3 separate regions of the Mus musculus genome follow, and regions 2 and 3 are each linked to region 1. The links are chromatin contacts, called in public Hi-C and HiChIP or PLAC-seq maps. All regions are on one chromosome and are shown on one strand. Each heading gives the region's core, a stretch centred on a gene start, on an enhancer-like site or on the middle of the called end of the contact. The rest is flanking DNA. Distances are from core to core; before and after follow the strand shown. Region 1 overlaps Mfap3l (microfibrillar-associated protein 3-like). Region 2 has its middle 32 kb from the start of Hpf1. Region 3 holds the start of Hpf1 (histone PARylation factor 1).

The links. A called contact is a pair of places that touch in the nucleus more often than the background predicts. HiChIP or PLAC-seq counts read pairs in DNA pulled down with a chosen protein or histone mark.
Region 2: a Hi-C map of embryonic stem cells shows a contact between it and region 1, with 2.6 times the contacts expected there. The contact joins two enhancer-like sites. A contact is called at or near these places in 5 of 484 Hi-C or Micro-C datasets (cerebral cortex, cortical neurons, embryonic stem cells and 1 more), 5 of 115 datasets of contacts at active chromatin or transcription factors (embryonic stem cells and epiblast stem cells) and 3 of 9 other capture datasets (liver, macrophages and pancreatic islet).
Region 3: a contact with region 1 is called in an H3K27ac HiChIP or PLAC-seq map of embryonic stem cells, with 6 times the contacts expected there. The contact joins the promoter of Hpf1 here to the enhancer-like site in region 1. A contact is called at or near these places in 3 of 39 promoter capture datasets (embryonic stem cells, liver and pre-B cells), 1 of 484 Hi-C or Micro-C datasets (stem cell-derived germline stem cell-like cells) and 4 of 115 datasets of contacts at active chromatin or transcription factors (bone marrow-derived macrophages, embryonic hindbrain, embryonic stem cells and 1 more).

The regions. Positions count from the first base shown.
Region 1 is chr8:60,657,671-60,661,381 of GRCm38.p6, forward strand. All of the region lies in intron 2 of Mfap3l (microfibrillar-associated protein 3-like), which reads left to right. Among named protein-coding and RNA genes, the nearest start is that of Mfap3l, 27 kb to the left of the region's middle. Within about 2 kb of position 2,246, at least 12 of the 459 cell types and tissues checked have an H3K27ac peak or open chromatin away from gene starts, as enhancers often do. A contact at or near this core is called in embryonic stem cells, where this site is marked.
Region 2 is chr8:60,856,586-60,860,293 of GRCm38.p6, forward strand. No RefSeq gene overlaps it. Among named protein-coding and RNA genes, the nearest start is that of Hpf1, 32 kb to the right of the region's middle. Within about 2 kb of position 1,601, at least 127 of the 459 cell types and tissues checked have an H3K27ac peak or open chromatin away from gene starts, as enhancers often do. A contact at or near this core is called in embryonic stem cells, where this site is marked.
Region 3 is chr8:60,888,350-60,892,433 of GRCm38.p6, forward strand. It overlaps Hpf1 (histone PARylation factor 1), which reads left to right and starts at 2,079. Exons shown (of 8, transcript NM_028299.3): 1 at 2,079-2,187. The coding sequence starts at 2,140.

The DNA of each region.
Region 1 (3,711 bases), core at 996-3,495:
GGAGCAGCCCTCTTCCCCCACCCCCTTCTGCTTTGCCCTCCCCACTCCTTAACCCTCTAGCCAATGAACAATCCCCAGAAGAGTTTCTGCTCCAAAAAAAAAAAAAAAAAGCTCCATATATAATCTCCTCCCCTCATATTATCTTAATTGCTCTGCAAACGGAGAAAGGCAAATGCTTTGCATCTTCTTAGGAGGTTCTTATAATTGCACACTTCTGTGTCACAGTTCTGTTCCCAGTGGAGAAGGCTGCTAGAAGTCTAACTGCCTGGGATGTGCCCCTGGCTGTCACGCTCCCACTGACATTGTTTTGTTTAGCCACTCCCAGCTATACCATATAGCTACTCCCCTTCAATCAAAATATTATATATAGTACGAACATTTAACCTAGAGAAGGGACAGCCATTCTCCACCACTAAAATTATGCTGCCATAGGAATTCTAAGGGAGAGGGAATTTTACAGATATCATAGTGATCTCCTTTGCTGAAATTTTCCTGAGGTGCTGCTGTCAATCAAATTGTTGCCAGAGCTTTCACCACTGACAGTGGAGAGATGAGAAACACCACCATTTCTTCCACAACCATAGGTCAAAAGGATGACATCACACTAGAGAAGGGAAGACAGTAGCCATGGTAACACACGTGCAGGCCTCAGTAACCTTAGCAGGTCTTTATGCAGGGCTGGGCCACTCATAGGTGCCGCAGACCCTCTGGGTCCCTTTGTCTTCATGGAACGGGTCTCTGGGGCAGGTGGGCAAAGCGTCGGTGGGTGACAGACAGACCAACATGTGAGATTGTGTAGAATCTAAATGCATTGTGTCAGGTCGAGCATCAAACTTTTTATACCAAAGAAATAACAAGAAACCAGGCAAAATACAATCCACCAAGTTACAGTGATGCAGTACAGAAAGAATGTATACATCAAAAGAAGATGAGGACCAGGCTGCTGTCACAAAAGAAGGGAGCCAGCTGTAAACTGGTCTATTGTTAAACCCACCACCAGGGGTTCTGCACTAGCAGATCTTTTCATGAATACTGCAATACCCCAACACCCTATTTCCTGGGTCTACACAAGAATATACCAACTTACTTCTAATATGAAGCTCTCTATACCTAGCTGTAGAGTAGACCTCTGTCTCAGTGGGATTCCCTAGCTCTATTATTCCCTTGTTTGGGTGAGAATTGCTACTGTCCTTGGTAAATATTTTGCAGACTAGCTCTGAGTTACTGGCTCCATCTTTTGTAATGCTTAATTAGTAACTGAATAGGTAACTTCCTTTCTGTATTCCTGCCGGAATTCAAGCTCAGATTTCAAGCTTGCAGGCTTCTGGGACCTTAGAGCAATGGGGAGGCTTAACTATAACAGAATTTAATCTTAAAAGGCATTTATAATAAAATATTAAAAGAGAGCGCATAGATTCATACACCAGACTAACGCGGGAATAGAGTATGAGTATATGGGTAAATGAGAACACCAAAACTCCAGGAGGTGAGGTTCCTTGAAACTCTTTTCCTCATTGAGTGCTTACAGACTTTTTTCAGCCTGTCAAGTAGACCCCAACAGAGGGTGTGGCACATAGGGACATCAGGATGACTAAACTGAAAGGAACAAGAACTCCAGACTGGAATTCACCTTTCGAGAGAACTGTGAAACAAATGATACCCCTTGGTATTTAAAGAGGAGTTTGTGCTCTTAGCTACCAAGTCCTAGAGAGGAAGAAACCCATGGTAACAACATAATACGGGAGCCGGAAATTCAGTCGCATCATTTTGAATGTTGCTCCATAGTACTACCTACAGCTTCAGAGAAATGCACAGTTTCTTCACTGCAAAGGTCCTAGGGACCATGAAATCAGTCTCAGCCAGCAGACACCCTGGCTTGCCTTCTTCATCAGCCTGTAAAGGTGATTGAGCTGTACTAGATGGTAGTGACATTTTAAATGCATTTTGCTTGTGGAAGTTCAAGTGGCCTATTAGAATATCCTGTCTGTAGACTCTAAGCCACCCAGTGCTTGGGAATTTGCAGCATCATTCAGGCCTCACATCTTCTCTGTAGACTTGCTGATAAATCAGCTAGCTGTTTTAAATCTCATAAAAGAAGATGGATTTTCAATTTCTCGAAAAGAATGTGCAATGCCGGTACTTGATGTCCCCCGCACAGCTTTTGTAATTACAGTGCGTAATAATAGTAATTTCAGAACACAAGGCACACGGGGAAACGCAGCAAACATCACACCTAGCAAGTGGGCAGCATGTGGGAAGTGGCAGAGTTCCTCAGGAAGCGTTAGCACTGCCATGGAACTGGGGCAGCCTGGGAGGGCCCACAGCCTTTAATTTCTCATTATATAAATGTCCATTTTATAACACCGGCATAGACTTCTGTTTTCAAGCCAGTACACTGGGGACTTAAATTGGGCAGCATTTCATTAGTAATGGAGCAAAAGGGTGATTGGCTACAGGATGAATATCATGCTGGTATCACATTAGTAGGAGTTTATGTGCCTACAGGGGGACTGTTTAAGCTAGATTAATCAAATTTGCATCATCTTCATTAACAACTTCTACACATAAGCTCGTGTACCAAGTATATATGTAAAACTTCTAGTCCTGATGATAAGCATGTAAGGGAGATGTTGCCGGTCCTCAGGGACGCAGATGGGAAGTCAGAAGGCTGGAGAAGACACTACACAACCAGAACAAAGCCTGTTGTCTTCCCTGTGGCAGACTGGAGTCTGTATAGCCTTAAGGTCTCAACCAATGAGAAATATTGTGTGCATTTAACACAGCTAGAATGAGTGTGGGAAGAGCCCCACAGAGAAGAGACAGTTTAACCACTATCATCCTAGTTAGAGTTAGGATTTTTTTGCTGTAGGGTGCATGTGTCATGCACACACAAAAGTTTTCAAAATCATTGGTCAGGTTGCTCACAGGAGCTGATTCCCATTGGCTTTGTGATTAGCCTGGAAAGAAACAATCTCCTTTCTCATTTATGCAGAAAGAGTGATACAGCTGCTCTGCATGGCGGTCCCATCTGTGCTAGGAAGAACGGGGCCATTTCCTGTCCTGACAGGAGCAGCAGCAGCTGCTTCACTTGGCTTTCCTGACACTCCTCAGTTCATTTCCAGGAAATGAAGCAGGAAAGGATAATGTGTAATCTCCATTTGAGAGAGTTACAGCTTGGAAGGTCACTAAAAGTGTGTTTCGGGTGGTCCACCAACTGAGTTCCAGAATTCAAACATGCATGAGCACAGCTGGCCAGAAATGTACCGCCTTCCATTTTTTTTTCTTTTGCTGGAGATGAGTGGAAATGGCTACATGACTGAGAAGGGTCGACTATTTCAAACATGCTAATTCTTTAACGTAGTTCACCGTACTTTCTTACTGTAATGTTAAACCATTTAAATTCACATTAACACCTCCATCAGAGGTGTACATAATAAAAGTAATAAGTATTTCAAGAAAGTCTACTTATGCAAGACCCTGAAAATATGCCTGACTGTTAGAGATGACAGATTCTTTCTTTAAACCCCCTTCCTTAAAAATCTCCTTTCTGTGTGGATTTATTTTACATAATACTCTGTTGTTGAAATCATTCAAGAGTTTTCTTGACTAAGCAGCATAGGAGAAAACTGACTAGAACTGCCCTTGCATTGCTTCAATGTAGCCCAGAATCTTTTCATAGAATAGAAATGCCTTTTAACCAACCAGTTCTGC
Region 2 (3,708 bases), core at 351-2,850, 200 kb after region 1:
ACTCACTGATAAGTGGATATTAGCCCAAAACCTAGGATACCCAAGATATAAGATACAATTTCCTAAACACATGAAACTCAAGAAAAATGAAGACTGAAGTGTGGACACTATACCCCTCCTTTGAAGTGGGAACAAAACACCCTTGGAAGGAGTTACAGAGACAAAGTTTGGAGCTGAGATGAAAGGATGGACCATGTAGAGACTGCCTTATCCAGGGATCCACCCCATAATCACCATCCAAACGCTGACACCATTGCATACACTAGCAAGATTTTATCGAAAGGATCCAGATGTAGCTGTCTCTTGTGAGACTATGCCGGGGCCTAGCAAACACAGAAGTGGATGCCCACAGTCAGCTAATGGATGGATCACAGGGCTCCCAATGGAGGAGCTAGAGAAAGTACCCAAGGAGCTAAAGGGATCTGCAACCCTATAGGTGGATCAACATTATGAACTAACCAGTACCCCGGAGCTCTTGACTCTAGCTGCATATGTATCAAAGGATGGCCTAGTCGGCCATCACTGGAAAGAGAGGCCCAATGGACACACAAACTTTATATGCCCCAGAACAGGGGAACGCCAGGGCCAAAAAGGGGGAGTGGGCGGGTAGGGGAGTGGGGGTGGGTGGGTATGGGGGACTTTTGGTATAGCATTGGAAATGTAAATGAGCTAAATACCTAATAAAAAATGGAAAGAAAAAAAAAGAATTTTTATATTTCATCAATAAAATTATAACAAATAAAAAAAAAAAAAAAAAGAATAACCAACCAAAGTCTGATTGACTTAAGGCCCACTCCATAAGAGGGAGCCCATACCCAACACTACTTGTGCAACCAAGACCAAGAGACTAGATAGTCCAGACACCTAGAGTAAAACTAATGCTACTGTTCTTTAAAAACAAAACAAAACAACAACAACAAAAATCAAAACCAACAAAAACATAGCAACAAACTGACTCCTAATGAAATTCTGCTATACTCATAGATCTGCACTTGTTCATCAGAGGAGCTTCCTCCTGCAGCAAGAAGAAATACAGAGATCCTGTTCTTATATCTGAGTGCTGTTAGTATTGGAAATGCTAATGCTCTTAATGTGGGGGACAGATTTGAAAGTATTTGGGAGAAAATTGAGAAATATATTGGAGAAGATTGAAGTTCTTAAGAGTTTAACTTTTAGGGGCTAGAAAGATGACTCAGCAGTTAAGAGTACTGACTGCTCTTCCAGAGATCCTGAGTTCAATTCCCAGCAACCACATGGTAGCTCACAACTACCATCTGTAATGGGATCTGATGTCCTCTTCTTGTATGTCTGAATGTCTGAAGACAGCTACAGTGTACTCATATACATAAAATGAATAATTCTTTTTTTTAAAAAAAGTTTGACTTTCAAAGATGTTATAAGCGCTAATACTGGATCTCATATATTTACTTTGCTTTCTGGGTGGGCCCTGCAGTTATTTACTCCTCTAGTTATATACTCCCCTAGGTGTATGTAATAATTTAATTGTAGACCTCATTTACTTTATAGCCCATAATAGTGCCTGTCTAACATCACAGATATAATGATACTGAAATACTAACACACTAGTAAAACTTCATTGTTAATTGTACACAAAGTTCAAGGCAAAGCAGCATGCAAACCTGCCTGCCTTCTTTCTGAGCAAGTGTCTCTCTTGAGGCTGTCAGGCTCCTCCCCTGATTCCACACTCAAGATCCTTTGGATTTCAAATGGAGTCAGAATCAGTGTCCCTCCAGGGACCTCCCAAGCTGAGCCTCCTGGTTGGGGAGGCACCTGTTTCTCTGCCTAACCAGCTTACAAATGGCCAATGCTGCACTAGCCCTCTCCTGTCCTGTAAACTAAACTAATAATCCCAGTGCATAGTTTTGTTTCCTGTTGCTATGATGGCAGGTTACAGTCCATCATAGCAAGGGGGGGGGGGGGTCACACTGGCAGGAGCTTGAGAGAACTGGTCACTCTGCATCTATAGCCAAAAGAGGACAAAGATTTAGGGCAAGCAAAGCATGTAGCTTACTCTCTTCACTCTTTAAAAAGACGTACTTGTTTTTATCTTATGTGCATATGTTAGTGTTTGCATATATGTATGTGTACCATGTGCCTGCCTGGTACCCTGAGAAGACCAAAAGAGGGCATCAGATTTCCTGGTACTGGGGCCATAGGATGTCAGGAGCCTCCACAGGGAGACTAGGAACCCGAGTCCTCTGCAAACAGCAAGTACTTTTTAAAAAGATTTATTTCTGCTTTGTGTGTATGTGTGGTTTGCATTCATATAAATATGTGTACCACACATGTACTTAGTGCTCACAGAGGCCAGAAGAGGGTGTTGGATCCCTAAAACTGCAGTTTTAGAGGATTGTAAGATACCCTGCATTGATAGAAATTGAACCCTAATCCTCTATAAGAGTAGCCAGCCTACTTATCCATTAAGCCACTCCCCAAACGCTATTTTCTCCCCTCTTGTACTATGCAGACTCTTCCTCCCAGGGAACAGTGCCACCTGCAAAAGCTGGGTCTTCCCAGAATTAAGATAAACCCCATAGCAATGTCCATAGGCCAACCTAATGCAGACAGTCCCTCACCGAGGTTTCCTTCCTCTGTGATTCTAAATGTGTCACATAGCAACTTAAGACCAGCCATCACAGATACCTATACCACGGCATCGTTTTTATCATACCCAAGAATAGGGAATCTTAGTAACTGCCTTGTGTGAGCTTTCAAGGGGACAGATATGTCTCACCTTTTTAAGACACAGAGCACACAACTGAGCACCCCCAGCAATTAATAAAATCACACTAAAAGCTTATGTTACAAATAGATGTCTGGCCCTGGATTCTAAGGCCTGGAAGATGAAAGAGGAAAGGGTAGACATATAAAAATTGACTGAAAAAGGAAATAATCTCACCTAACCAGTTCATACAATAGGAGCTATTTTTCTAAGTTACAATTTCTATCATAAGCCTGGTATAAAGGCTACACTGTAGCAATTTCTAGGGGGAAAAAAAACTAAAACTGTGACAAGATTATCCTGAAGCTCCTGGTCTTCTGTCTTTTGTTAAATAGGAAAGCTGTATATTTAAGACTCCTTATCTCCTCCGGAGCCACATATGCTGGCAGAATGACTCAGCGGTTTTCTTTACTGGAGTGACTCACTGAAGCTGGGTCGTGAGAGAAGCAGAAAGATGACTGTAAATTATCTTCCAAAACACCATGTCGCAGCTGGTCACCAATAGCTGTGACTCACCTCCCTCTCACGAGAATGTGATTGTGTTTCCCTTCAGCGGACTTAGAGACACCGCACAGACAGAATGGTGGCGGATGCTTCTCCATCTTGTATGGAGTTCACGGAAGCAATCCCTGCTGTACCACTGCCAGTGGTGGCCAGCACCCACTCAGGCACAGGTGATGGAAGGAGGAGGCTAAATTTCAAAAGCATTCTGACTCTTTATATACTGTCCCATTTGAAGTATAAGTCCAACCATTTCCCCCATTTTCTAATGCTACATCCGGCTCTGCAAAATTGATATATCTTTTCTCTAGACCAGCCTCTTTGTCTCTCTCTGTCTCTGTCTCTCTCTCTCTCTGACTCTCCCTCCCCCCTTCCCCTCCCTTTTCCCTCTCCCTCTCTCTTTCAGCTAGGCACTTGTGAAAGCAAAGACACAGTATTCCCACAAAACTAACAATAGTTAAGGG
Region 3 (4,084 bases), core at 829-3,328, 230 kb after region 1:
CATGAAGGGAAGTCAGGGCAGGAACTCAGGAACTCACACTGAAACCTGGAGGCAATAGTTGAAGCAGAGACCACGGTGGAGCACGGGGCTTGCTTTCATGCCTGGTCCAGTCTGCTTTCTGATAGGACCTAGGACCACCTGCCCAGGGGTACCAAAGCCCTCGGGGTGCTGGGTCCTCCCACATCAATCATTAATCAAGAAAATGCCTCACAGACTTGCCTACAGGCAATGTGATAAAGGCATTTTCCCAATTGAGGTTCTTCCCAGGTGACCCTAGGTCAACTTGACCAAAACAAACAAACAAACCAAACCAACAAACAAAAAAAAAAGATAAAACAAAAATAAATGAAACAAATAAATAAAAACAAAAACAAAACAGGATAAGAAAGAGATGTGCTTTAATGTCTTTTTGTAAAAAAAATCTATATTTGATAGAGATTTTGAAATTACATTGTTCAAATAATGTAATTTATAACCAGCCTCAAAGATTAAAGTTTTAAAATTAAATGTAAAAAGAATGGATTCGCTTATTTTAAAGAATCTCGTTTTGTAAATGAGATTATAAAGTAGTTTAAGAGGTGCACTGGTTAGGATTGTGAATGAGATAAAGGTTAGTATGAAAGGTCATATGGAAACAAACATTCTAATCCCAAGTATGGGTTATTGGCTGTTTTCCACACTCTTGTTTCAAACAGCTCTCTAAAGACTTTAGCCTATATTATCACAGTCTTTTCAAGTATTGTTAGGTGTGCTGAAATTCTTTCAGCTGGTGTGAAACATGTACCAGATGAGTACATGAGTGGGGTAGGAGGAGGATGGAGGGAGTGCGACCTTTAGGTCTTTTATTTTCTCTTTCACTCCCGCCCCAGTTACAGCAAGGGAGCAGCTGTGCCCCTGGTTTGAAGTGCTCCTCAAAACCGGAGGAGAAGGCTCAGTGGTGAAGAGTAATACACTGCCCTTGCAGGACACCCACGTCGAGTGGCTCACTGCCACTTATAACTCTATCTCCAGAGAATCCGATGCCTTTTTTTTGCCATCTGTGGGACACGCGCTCACACACACACACACACACACACACACACACACACACACACAAATCTACAAATCTACACTCATATAACTAAAAATAAAATAAGTTTAAAACCAAGGATATGTTCCACAAAATGAGAGTATACAAATTGTGAATAAGGAAGAGAAGGGGAAGGTGGTGGAGGAGTGTGTCTTCCAAACTGTGTTCTTCCTGAGAGTCAGATTCTGATTTTTAAGCTCTGGGTAGAGCCTGACAGTGTGCCTTTTTAAACTGGCTCGGGGTGCTGCAGCTGCTCGTGGTACAGGGCTTACACTAAGCATAGCCAAGATTTGTAAAAACAAAAACAAAAAACGAATTGTATTAGGAATGAAGAACAGAGAAATGAGAAGAGAGAGAGAGAGAGAGAGAGAGAGAGAGAGAGAGAGAGAAAGAGAGAGAGAGAGGATGTGAAGATAAAGGGAAGGAAATGGAGGGAGGTAAAGAAAAGAGAAAAGATAGGTTTACTTAGTGTTAGACAATAGTGCAATAGGAAGGGAAAGGGAAGCCGGGCGGTGGTGGTGCACGCCTTTAATCCCAGCACTCGGGAGGCAGAGGCAGGCGGATTTCTGAGTCAGGACAGCCAGGACTACACAGAGAAACCCTGTCTCGGAAAAAAAAAAAAAAAAAAAAAAAAAAGAGAGAAAGGGATGGAGTGCAAAAAATTAATTCTTTAAATGAGTAGAAACAAAGAAAACGAAAAGGCTGAAGTGAGGCAGCATCTTAAAGCTATCTCTCTTGAGCATATGAGGACGAAGTTTATCGCTCCTTAAGAACCCAAATTCAATAGTCATATAGTCTAGGTTCTAGCGCACGCTGGCGCTAGGCAATGGGCGGGGCCCCGGATGTAGCTCAGGGGGCGGTGCTTGCGTTCGGGGGGGCGGGGCCACCCCAGGTCTGCGGACCGGGCCTTGCGTCCTCCTCCGTCTCAGGGGGCGGAGCCTGGTCTCTAAATTGGCGCCTCTGAGTGGCTAAGCGGCAGCTCGGATTGGCGGCTTTTGAACCCGGAAGCACTAGCGGGCGCTCGGAAGCGGCAGGAGCGCGGGCCTTGGCTCGCTCGCTGCGGCTGCGGGATGGTTGGCGGTGGCGGGAAGCGCCGGACGGCCGGGGCGGGACCGCAGGTAGGCGAGGCGGGATGCGCTGGGTATGGGGACGCTATGGGCCGTGGAGGAGCCGAGGGCCGCCCTGCGGGGCAATGGCCCGGGGAAGTCGTTCCTTTCCAGCGCCAGCCCAGTTCCCACGAAGCTCTGCAGCCAGCGGACGGACCATTCATTCATTCATTCATTCACTCACTCACTCACTCACTCACTCACTCACTCACTCATTCACTTACTAACCAGCTGATGGAAACTGGAGGAGCTGCCAGGGCGGCGAGGCACACGCGAACAAACATTTCACCTTTCGTTTTTTTTTTTGCTTGGGGTTAACGCAGGTGTGTAAAAGAAAATGCTGGAATTAACAAGCCCTGGAGTTATTAAAGACTTTTGTTTAAGACAGTCTCTATGTTGTAGCCCCGGCTGTCCTGGAACTTGATATGTAGATCAGAACTCAATATGTAGCCTCCAAATCACAGAGACCCTCTTGCCTCTGCCTCCAGGACACGAACCACCACTGCCCGGCTACTTTGGTAGCCTGACCTGGAAGTGTAAGGGATACGGGTTCTCAGATGAGTGATAGATTGGCCAGTCTGGACTCTTACATGATTTCATGGGTTCCTTAAGCATACAGTAGCTAATGGGAGAAGTTAAGCAGGGAAACGAACGTTTAACAAAAGTGACACCAGCTATGTTTTAAACTGGGTAGGGTGAGGCGATTGCTAAGGCTTAACGGCCAGTGGATGGCGAACATAGGTATTATTCTCGTTGTGTTGTGTTTTCTCACAACACCAAGTTAAAAATGTGGTTTAAAGAGAACAGCCTTGTCAGGCAGAAGCAATAAGACCAAAAGTTCAGTGTCCTCCTCAGTTACATTACAAGTTCAAGACCAGCCTGGGTTACAATAGACCTGTCTTAAACAAAGTCCAGCTTGATGACGTAGAGAGTAATAGTACTGATGACTTGAATTCAGTCCCTGAAGTCATGTGGAGTTAGGGAAGGGGACAATGTGACCAAATACGTTGTATGTAAAACCACTCCCACAGTTCTGCATCTACCCATTTGGGTGCCTTTTCCTTTTTGCCTAAGCATTTCCTGCCGCTTCTAGTCACTGTGGCTATCACCCTGAAGTTGGAGTTACCCTTGCCTTCTTGTAGAGTTTGTTGTTTCCTTAAAAAGCTTTTATGGTACATCTTGTCTTAGTCAGTATTCTACTGCTGTGAAGAGACACCATGACCATTAAAAAAAAAAAAAAGTGCCTAGCTGGGGCTTGATTACAGTTTTAGAGGTTCGGTCCACTATCACCACGGCTGGAAGCGTGGTAGCAGGCAGGCAGGTATGCTGCAGGAGAAGCAGAGAGTTCTACATCTAGACTGGAAGGCAGCAGGAAGGGAGAGACTCTGGGCGTGGAATGGGCTTTTTGAAACCTCAAAGTCTTATCTATCCCCTAGTGACACACTTCCTCCACCAAGGCCACAGTTCCTAGTCCTTCCCAGTACTGCCATTCCTTGGTGTACTCAAATTTATAAGTGCTATTCTGTTTAAAACCACCACACATCTATCTAATCTTGGGGGGTTTTCTTAATTGAACATCATACAAAGATTGAGCCATGTTGTCTAACTGTACTTCTCTTTCTTTCATTTAGTTACTGTTCCCCAGTGTTTGAAAGCCCTGTAACTATCTATTTTCCTGTTGGCTGGCATTTCAACCTCCTAAGGACAGTGCTGTCAAAAACAATTCTTACCCGATGCCTGACTTGTACATACAGTGTGTAGGCTTGGAATGACAGTTACCAATACATATGGTTGGACCCCTGAGAACATGTAGTTATCAACACCTGGGTGAGAAATGCCGACTCTAGCGGCACTGGCTTGCTGAGGGCAGCTCTCCCGCGCACTGGGCGGCGTTGAGCTGTATCCCTTA